2 separate regions of the Mus musculus genome follow, and region 1 is linked to region 2. A link is a contact called in public HiChIP or PLAC-seq data. All regions are on one chromosome and are shown on one strand. Each heading gives the region's core, a stretch centred on a gene start, on an enhancer-like site or on the middle of the called end of the contact. The rest is flanking DNA. Distances are from core to core; before and after follow the strand shown.

The links. HiChIP or PLAC-seq counts read pairs in DNA pulled down with a chosen protein or histone mark.
Region 1: a contact with region 2 is called in a CTCF HiChIP or PLAC-seq map of CD8 T cells, with 8 read pairs. The contact joins two enhancer-like sites. A contact is called at or near these places in 2 of 15 datasets of contacts at CTCF or cohesin (CD8 T cells and large pre-B cells) and 2 of 9 other capture datasets (liver and macrophages).

The regions. Positions count from the first base shown.
Region 1 is chrX:107,275,918-107,279,993 of GRCm38.p6, reverse strand. The region is part of intron 3 of Gpr174 (G protein-coupled receptor 174); the gene reads right to left. It also overlaps the pseudogene Gm9208. Among named protein-coding and RNA genes, the nearest start is that of Gpr174, 22 kb to the right of the region's middle. Within about 2 kb of position 2,598, at least 15 of the 459 cell types and tissues checked have an H3K27ac peak or open chromatin away from gene starts, as enhancers often do. A contact at or near this core is called in CD8 T cells, where this site is marked.
Region 2 is chrX:107,177,237-107,181,649 of GRCm38.p6, reverse strand. No RefSeq gene overlaps it. Among named protein-coding and RNA genes, the nearest start is that of P2ry10b, 31 kb to the right of the region's middle. Within about 2 kb of position 2,744, at least 24 of the 459 cell types and tissues checked have an H3K27ac peak or open chromatin away from gene starts, as enhancers often do. A contact at or near this core is called in CD8 T cells, where this site is marked.

The DNA.
Region 1 (4,076 bases), core at 1,349-3,848, 98 kb before region 2:
TGTTGGAAGATCCAATGGCCAGAAATCCACCATGAGTATTCTCAAGATCCATGCCAGAGAAATCTTTGACTCTGTCAGCAATTCCACTGTTAAGGTTGATCTTTATACCTTTATGGTTCGCTTCTGATTGGCTGTGCCTAGTGGTGCTTCCACTGGTGTCTATGAGATAATAGAACTCTATGAGGATAAGAATCACTACACAGTGAGGGGTAGCTCAAAGGCTATTAAGCCCATCAATGAAACTATCGCACCTGCTCTGCTTAGCAAAAACAACTAAATTTTTGTGGAACAAGAGAAAGACAAACTGATGATCAAGATGGAGTGCAGTGAAAATAAATCAAAATTTGGTGCAAATGGCATCATGGGAGTGTCTGTGGCTGTTTGCAATTCTGCTGCCATGGGAAATGAGGTACTCCTTTACCATCGAAATTGCTGACCTGGCTGGCAACCAGGAAGTCACCATGCTGGTCCCAGCTTTTAATGTGATCAGTGGTGATTCTCCTGCTGCCAACAAGCTGGCCATGTAACAATTCATGATCCTCCCTGTGGGGTATCTTATTTCTTGGAAGCAATGCTCATTGGAGCAGAGATTTACCACAACCTGAAGAACATCATCAAGCAGAGATATTAGAAGAATGAAGATAAAACCAATGTGGGTGATATGGGTGCATTAGTACCTAAGATCCTGAAGAAAGAAGACTAGAGCTGCTGAAGATGGCTAGCTATACCGACCAGGTTGTCATTGGAATGAATGTGGCTGCCTCTGAGTTCTATAGACCTGTCAAGAATGATCTGAACTTCAAGTCTTCTAATAACTCCAGCATATCATACTCAACTAGCTAGCACTAGGCAGATCAAGAATGATGCCCCTTGCTGATCTGACTTGGTCAGATACAATCAAATCCTTAGAATCAATGAAGAGCTGGGCAGCAAGGCCAAAGTTGCCAACAGGTCCTTCATGAAGTCCCTGACCATGTAAAGCATGGGCTGGAGATGCTTAGAGCCACTAGCTGCTTAGAATCTTCTTGTGCCTGATATCTGTCACAGAGGTATCTTAAGGCCAGCCCAGTGTTTATCCTTCCCATGTCACTGCTTTCTTAGATTTCTGAAACCAGGTCTGACCACCTGAAGCCCTGATGGAAACCCCAGCATTTAATCATGTGTTTGGTCCCCATCACTGTTTCTGTCACCTTACTTCCCAGCTAGTGTATTGTGTAATCTCTGGGGTGGCCACAAACAAGACTCTCCAGTGGTGCTACATGTAAAATAAAAGGATCAGTGACCCATATCAAAAAAGTAGTTTCTTGTTTCAGTTCCACTTGGGAGGGAAAAGAAAGCAATCATGGGGGCCAGAGGGAGGGAGGGACCAGGGTGGAAGAAGGGAATGGGAAGGGGAGAGGAAGAGGGAACATGATCAGGTATTGCGGCAGGGGATAACAAGAGTAAAGCCCTGAGGGCCAGCAGAATTAGTGGAAATATGCAACCTTGAGAGATGGGAGGTGGGGAGACTCTATAGAATGTACCAGAGACCTAGGAGGTGGGAGACTCTAAGGACTCAAAGGGAGAGACCTTAGATAAAAATGCCCAATAGTAGGGAGAGGGAACTTGTAGAATCCACCTCCAGTAGAAAGACAGGGTATCAAGTAGAGGGATAGTGTTGCCATCCCACAGTCAGCAACTCTGACCCAGAATTATTCCTGTCTAAAAGAACTGCGGGGACAAAAATGGAGAAGAGATGGAGGAAAAGGAAGTCCAAGACCAGCCCAAATTGGGACCCATCTTAAGGGGAGACTACAAGACCTGACACTATTACTGATGCTATGGTATGCACACAGAGGGCCCTATCATGACTGCCCTCCAAAAGACCCAACAACCAGTTGAAAGAAGCAGATGCAGATATTTATACCCATCCAATGGACAGAAGCAGCTGCCCCCTGTGGTTGAATTAGGGAAAAGCTGGAAGAAGCTGAGTAGGATGTCAACCCTATAGGAAGACCAGCAGTCTCAATTAATCTGAACCCCTAGGATCTCTCAGACATTGAACCACCAACCAGGCAGCAAATACCAGCTGGCCAGAGGCGCCCAACACATATACAGCAGAGGACTGCCTGGTCTGGCCTCAGTAAGAGAAGATGCACCTAACCCTAGAGAAACTCGAGGCCCCAGGAAGTGGAGAAGTCTCATGGGGTGGGAGTGGGGTGAGGTGGGGTGAGGACATCCTCTTTAAGACAGAAGAGGAGGAACTGTCAGAGAACTGGAGGGGTATGACTGGACTGTAAACATGATTGAAAATAAAAAAAAAGTGTTTTATGATTTGCTAGATTATGTTTCTATTCAGTTTTAAAAACATTTCTTGAGTATTCTCTTAAGTAAGAAGCTGTATATTGATTAGTGATTTTCATAGCTATCATAAGAAAAATGAAGATCACAAGGGTGAGTGGAGTTACTGGTATATAAGTCTAATGATCATCCCTGAAGAGGGAGGTCCTCCTGTAGTGGAAATGGGCGTAATTGTCTATACTAGTCAAGTGTCTGCCTTGAGAAGGAATCAGGTACATGCAACTGGCATGGGTGGAGCTGGCTACAAGACATAAAGCTCAGGAACTAGAAATCTAGTTTCTACCAGCTAAGGATGGAAACAATTGGTGAGGATAGTTAGAATTATAAGTGTGAGTTGAATTTCTACTTAAAGAAGTTTTCCAGGTAGGGGCACAAGAAGGCAGGATCCTGAGAACACAAGCATTAAGACAAACAATGAATGGGACTTCATGAAACAAAAGAAGTGGCTTCACAGAGAAGAGCACCATCACTCAGGTGATGAGGAACTCTCTAGAATGGGGAAAAAATCTTACCAGCTTTATAATCAGTAGAGGGGTAGTATCTAGAATACATAAAGAACCCAAAAAGGGGAAAAAACAAGAAAACAAGCAACCCGTATTAAAATTTTCATTATAGAACTAAATAAAGAGTTCAGAAAAAGTTGTAACACAAAAGACTGAGGAACATTTGAAAAATGTTCAACACCCATAGTCATTAGAAAACTGCAAGGCAAAAGTACTTTGAGTTTTCATTTTAGCCCAGTCAGGACAACTAAGGCTAAAATTGAAAAAAAAAAAAAAAAAGAGTGAATATTCCTTCTTTGTTGGTAGGAGTGGAAATTTGTACAACCACTCTGGAAAACAATTTGGAGATTTCTCAGAAAATTGGAAATAGTTCTACCTCAAGCCCTAACCCTGAGATTCCATCTCACACCAGTCAGAATGGCTAAGATCAAAAATTCAGGTGACAGCAGATGCTGGCGAGGATGTGGAGAAAGAGGAACACTCCTCAATTGTTGGTGGGATTGCAAGCTTGTACAACCACTCTGGAAATCAGTCTGGCGGTCCCTCAGAAAATTGGACATAGTACTACTGGAGGATCCCGCAATACCTCTCCTGGGCATATATCCAGAAGATGTCCCAACCGGTAAGAAGAACACATGCTCCACTATGTTCATAGCAGCCTTATTTATAATAGCCAGAAGCTGGAAAGAATCCAGATGCCCCTCAACAGAGGAATGGATACAAAAAATGTGGTACATTTACACAATGGAGTGCTACTCAGCTATTAAAAAGAATGAATTTATGAAATTCCTAGGCAAATGGTTGGACCTGGAGGGCATCATCCTGAGTGAGGTAACCCAATCACAAAAGAATTCAAATGAAATGTACTCGCTGATAAGTGGATATTAACCCAGAAACTTAGTATAGCGAGATATAAGGTACAATATGCAAAACATATGAAACTGAAGAAGAACGAAGACCAAAGTGTGGACACTTTGCTCCTTCTTAGAATTGGAAACAATCACCCATGGAAAGAGTAACAGAGACAAAGTTTGGAGCTGAGACAAAAGGATGGACCATCTAGAGACTGCCATATCCAGGGATCCATCCCATAATTAGCCTCCAAACGATGATACCATTGCATACACTAGCAAGCCTTTGTTGCAAGGACCGTGATATAGCTGTCCCTTGTGAGACTAGGCCGGGGCCTAGCAAACACAGAAGTGGATGCTCACAGTCAACTATTGGATGGAT
Region 2 (4,413 bases), core at 1,495-3,994:
CTGACTAGATAGGTTGTGAACAATACAGGAGAGTGTACTACTATTATTCTGATAAAAGGAAGTAATATTAAAACAATTCCTAAAGACTTATTCATTATACCCATATATTAGTGCCACAGACTCAAACCTATTTAGAGAACTTTTTTTTAGGGAATACAAAGGGACATTTATTTGCTTTATACTTGATATTTTGAGTATCTTACTGGTTTATCAGTCAAGGAAGGCAAGTGCTTGTTCAAGAAATATTATTAAGAACCTATTAACCATCTAGTCTACCTACAAAAGACAGTCAATTCCTCATTCAATTACCATCTGGAAACACACGACTCTAAAACATCTGTTAGTGACAACATATTCTTCCTAGTTGAGAAGGGACAAGCTGATATTGCAGAACTCAAAACAGAGAAGGAAAAAATAGTGGCTCGTCATGAGTGTTAAAGTACTCTGAATGAGGTAGGAGAGACAAAGTGACATTGTATATAGATATCAATTAACACAAAGATCCACAACTGGTCAATGTACAGAGAATATGTGACTGATGAGTATTCAGCCCTAAATGATATATTTATATCATATTCTCCCCTCTCAAGCTTCAGGAATCATTATGGAATAATGAGAAAAAGATTCTTAGAGCCAAAGGTAGAGAATGTCTGCAAGAAAACATATTTTCCTAGACACAATGTGGTAATTGCACATATAAACTCAAAACAGATGTGATAGCAGTATCAAGACCTCAAAACAAACAAAACCCTAGCATGTAAGAAGGCGGGACGAAAGCACTACTCCTACCTGAGCTGTAATTGGTTGCTGCTATTATACTTAATACTATTTTACCATAAAAAGGAATGAAATATGATATCTATGGTACAAGTTAAATTTTAAAATATTATTCTGAGTCAGTATAGTCACACATAAAAATTATATATTATATGAATCCATTCATATGAAATATCTAGAATAGATAAACTCAGAGAAGAAAAGCAAATTTGTGAATTTAGAGGCTTAACAGATATGAGTTTTCCATTGAGTTGTTGAAAATAATTTATGACTAGATGGGCATTATGGTTGCACCCATTTTAAATGTAAAGGCAATCTACTTTGTGATGTACCAAAATATGTCTTTTACATTACCATGGTGGAATGCATATACAGTAAAAATCATAATACACATTTTTTAATTCAGGCTACCAATATGTAGTATGATAATCTCTTTTTTGTGATATTCAGCAGTAATATTGAGCTCCATGACAGCCCTGCAATCATGGCGACAATAAACAATCTATACTCTTCAGAGTTCTGTTCCTACAAAGTTATTAAATTAGCATGTATTAAATTCATATTTGACTTATGAAATTTTAAAATTACCATGAGCTTAATAGGATGCAACCTCATCATAAATGATGTACTCAATGCTGCTGAGCTGTCCACTTTAACAGGATTACTTCTATATTATGAAATTTTTGCATCAGTCTGAAAATAACTTATCCTCGAACTCAGAATTTTATACAGGAAAAGAACCAATATAGTGAATATATATTACAAGGGAAATTCACTAGATTGGCTTACCCAATTCATGCTGGGTCATATAAGTGGCTATCTGCATGCTAGGCAGTCTGAGACCCTAGTAATTTCTACAGTAGCATACAAATCTAGATGTCTCTACTCTGGCCATACTCTGGTGCTGACTCCATGAAAGATTTCTGGAGAGTCCTTGGTCTTTAGGATGCACTATAAGGCTGAAGAAACTGGGTTCCAAAGTCAGTGAAAATGGCAGCAATACAAGTAGATATAAAGGTACTTACCAGCAAGAAACCAAGGTGTGTATGAAAAAGAAGTACTGTTTTCCCCTTGGATCCCTTTATATGTATATGGGATACATATACATATACATATACATATACATATACATATACATATACATATACATATACATATACATACATGGGCTGTCACCAGAGTGTTCTGTCTGTTCTTGAGGTATTTTCTCCCTATAGCTAATCATTTAAAAAACATCTTATAAAGTCACCTAGAGGTGTATAAAATGGATGTCATTTATTGTAAAGTAGACCTACAATTAATTGCTTATGCCTTTATCATTACTTTCTTGAATATGCAAAGGTATTATTACATCAGTGCAAACATTGCAGGGGGGAGTTAAAAACAAAATAATCCTTAAAACATGTTTTGTGCTATTGTTGAGTTCATAATGTAATTCAAACAATATGGGCATAAAATTTTTCAATACTAGTGAACAAATGGGCCAATCTGAAAAACATAAACACAATGGCTGTGTGTGGTTTTCATGAAAGATAGCCATAGTGTGTGCTTTTTATAGTTCCTCAGTAACAGGATCAGTAGCATTACTTTAGTAAAGGAAGAAATTCATTATGAAAAAAATTTCATATGATTATATAGACTGAAACATTCATAGTTTTCAAGCTGGAGACAGAGAAGCTAATGCTACAGACATCCCAGGAAGAGAGCTAATAATTTGAATTTCTAATGTCAAAAGAAAGCTGTTGTAGTACCTAAAGTAGAAGTGCAGGAGGCAAAGGGACATATTCCCTGCCTTTTCTATCTTTACATCTCTAAGATCTACACTGTTCTTCCCTCCCCACCCCCTAGTCTCACTTGCATCATTGTGCCCGAAGTGTGTTGAAAAATCTCAATACTCATTTCAGAACAACTGAGCAGCAGAAATAAAACAGGAAGCCAGTCACCATAAATTTCAACACCTCATTTGGTAAAGAGGAAATTGAGGCCCAGAAGACATAGTGATTTGTGTGAAGTTTTAGCAAATGAGCAGGAAAACACACAGTTGATTTTGAGAGGCCAGACCAGTGTTCTTTTTTTTTCCCTCTAGCAGCATTGCTCCTCTGCAAACTATCAGCAAAAGTTCAGTTACCAGAACAGGCTCATTAGCACAACATCCAAGCTACTGAGGGAAAGACATTGTCCAGAAGTCAGTCTTAGAGAAATAGAGGCAATTCGAATTCTCATTAGAGTAACTATTACCACTTTGCTATATCCAGATCTATTATTGCTCCTGCAGAGGACTGGGGTTTAAGTCCTAATCCCATCATTGTGGTTCTGTAACACCAGCTCCAGGGTATCTGCTGCCTTCTTCTGAAGTCCACAGGCACTAGGCATGCAAGTAGTACATAGACATACATACAGTCAAAATTCACATCCATACATCACTAAATCTAAATGAAAATTTAACACTGAATTGTTTCACCATATGGAGAAGAGACAGCAAAAAGAAAATAGTATTTCCAAGTTTTGTCACCATCCACATCCTCCAGACTGCAAACCTTTTTATAAGTACAATAAAATCAATATTAAAAACATATAAAAAGCACATAATGATAAAAGTCATCTGTGGTAATACAACTTCACATGACATAGACTGCCAATACTAAGGTACCTGTCACATCTGAAAAGTACTGCTTGTGGCAGAAAGAGTTGTAATATGTATTTTCTCTCCACCTCATGCCAGAGCTACAAGGTAAGAAATTATAGCTTCAATTACTACTGAGGAAATAAAATCTTGGAAAAAAACAAATAACTCACTGAAAGTCAAATAATTAGTGATTGAGTTGACATTTAACCCCATGGTGCACAAAATCTGCAACCCCACAGTTTCCTTTGGTATTACATTACTAAGAATGGGTAAAATAAACAGTTCCTCAGAGTCAGAGAACAAATGTAACACAGACGATGTGAAATGGTCTCTTTGACAGAGTAAGTCTTGATTCACTATATTATTCTAATGAAAATTTTGATATCTGCAGCTTATGATAATTATGCCATGATTTTCCATGTGAACTATTCCTACATTAATAAGCTTTTAAGGAAACTAAGAAGTGATTTTTAATTGGAATATTATAATAAAGAACCTAAAAATATGTGTTATACCTTCATGGGGAAAATCTCATGGGCCTTCACGATCAAATATAAAGCTATAAGCAATAATTGACTACTAAAGAATGCAGAATTAATCCTCCCTGGGGATGAGCCTCCTAATTGGTTATCAAATACAGGTGGTCAGCCTTAAAATACAAATGGACTCGGCAAATCATATTTATATATTTATTTGTATATATCTTTCTTTGTGTATAACAATAATAAAGAAAAGAAGAATATGAATTATAAACGAAATGGGAGGACTGACATGGGAGGGGGTTGGAAGGAGTGGAAACAGAAGAAAGAATGATATAATACTATACCAAATGTCATTCCTGAAAATCTACATATAAAAAACAGACTGTGAAGATTGTACTTAATGTTTATGGGCACATGCATATATGTAATATATGCAACAATGAGGAAAGCATATGGATATGTGAGAGTGTTTTGGAAGTGGAAAAGAAGAAATAATACAAATAAAAATAAAACATTGTAAAAGGAAGA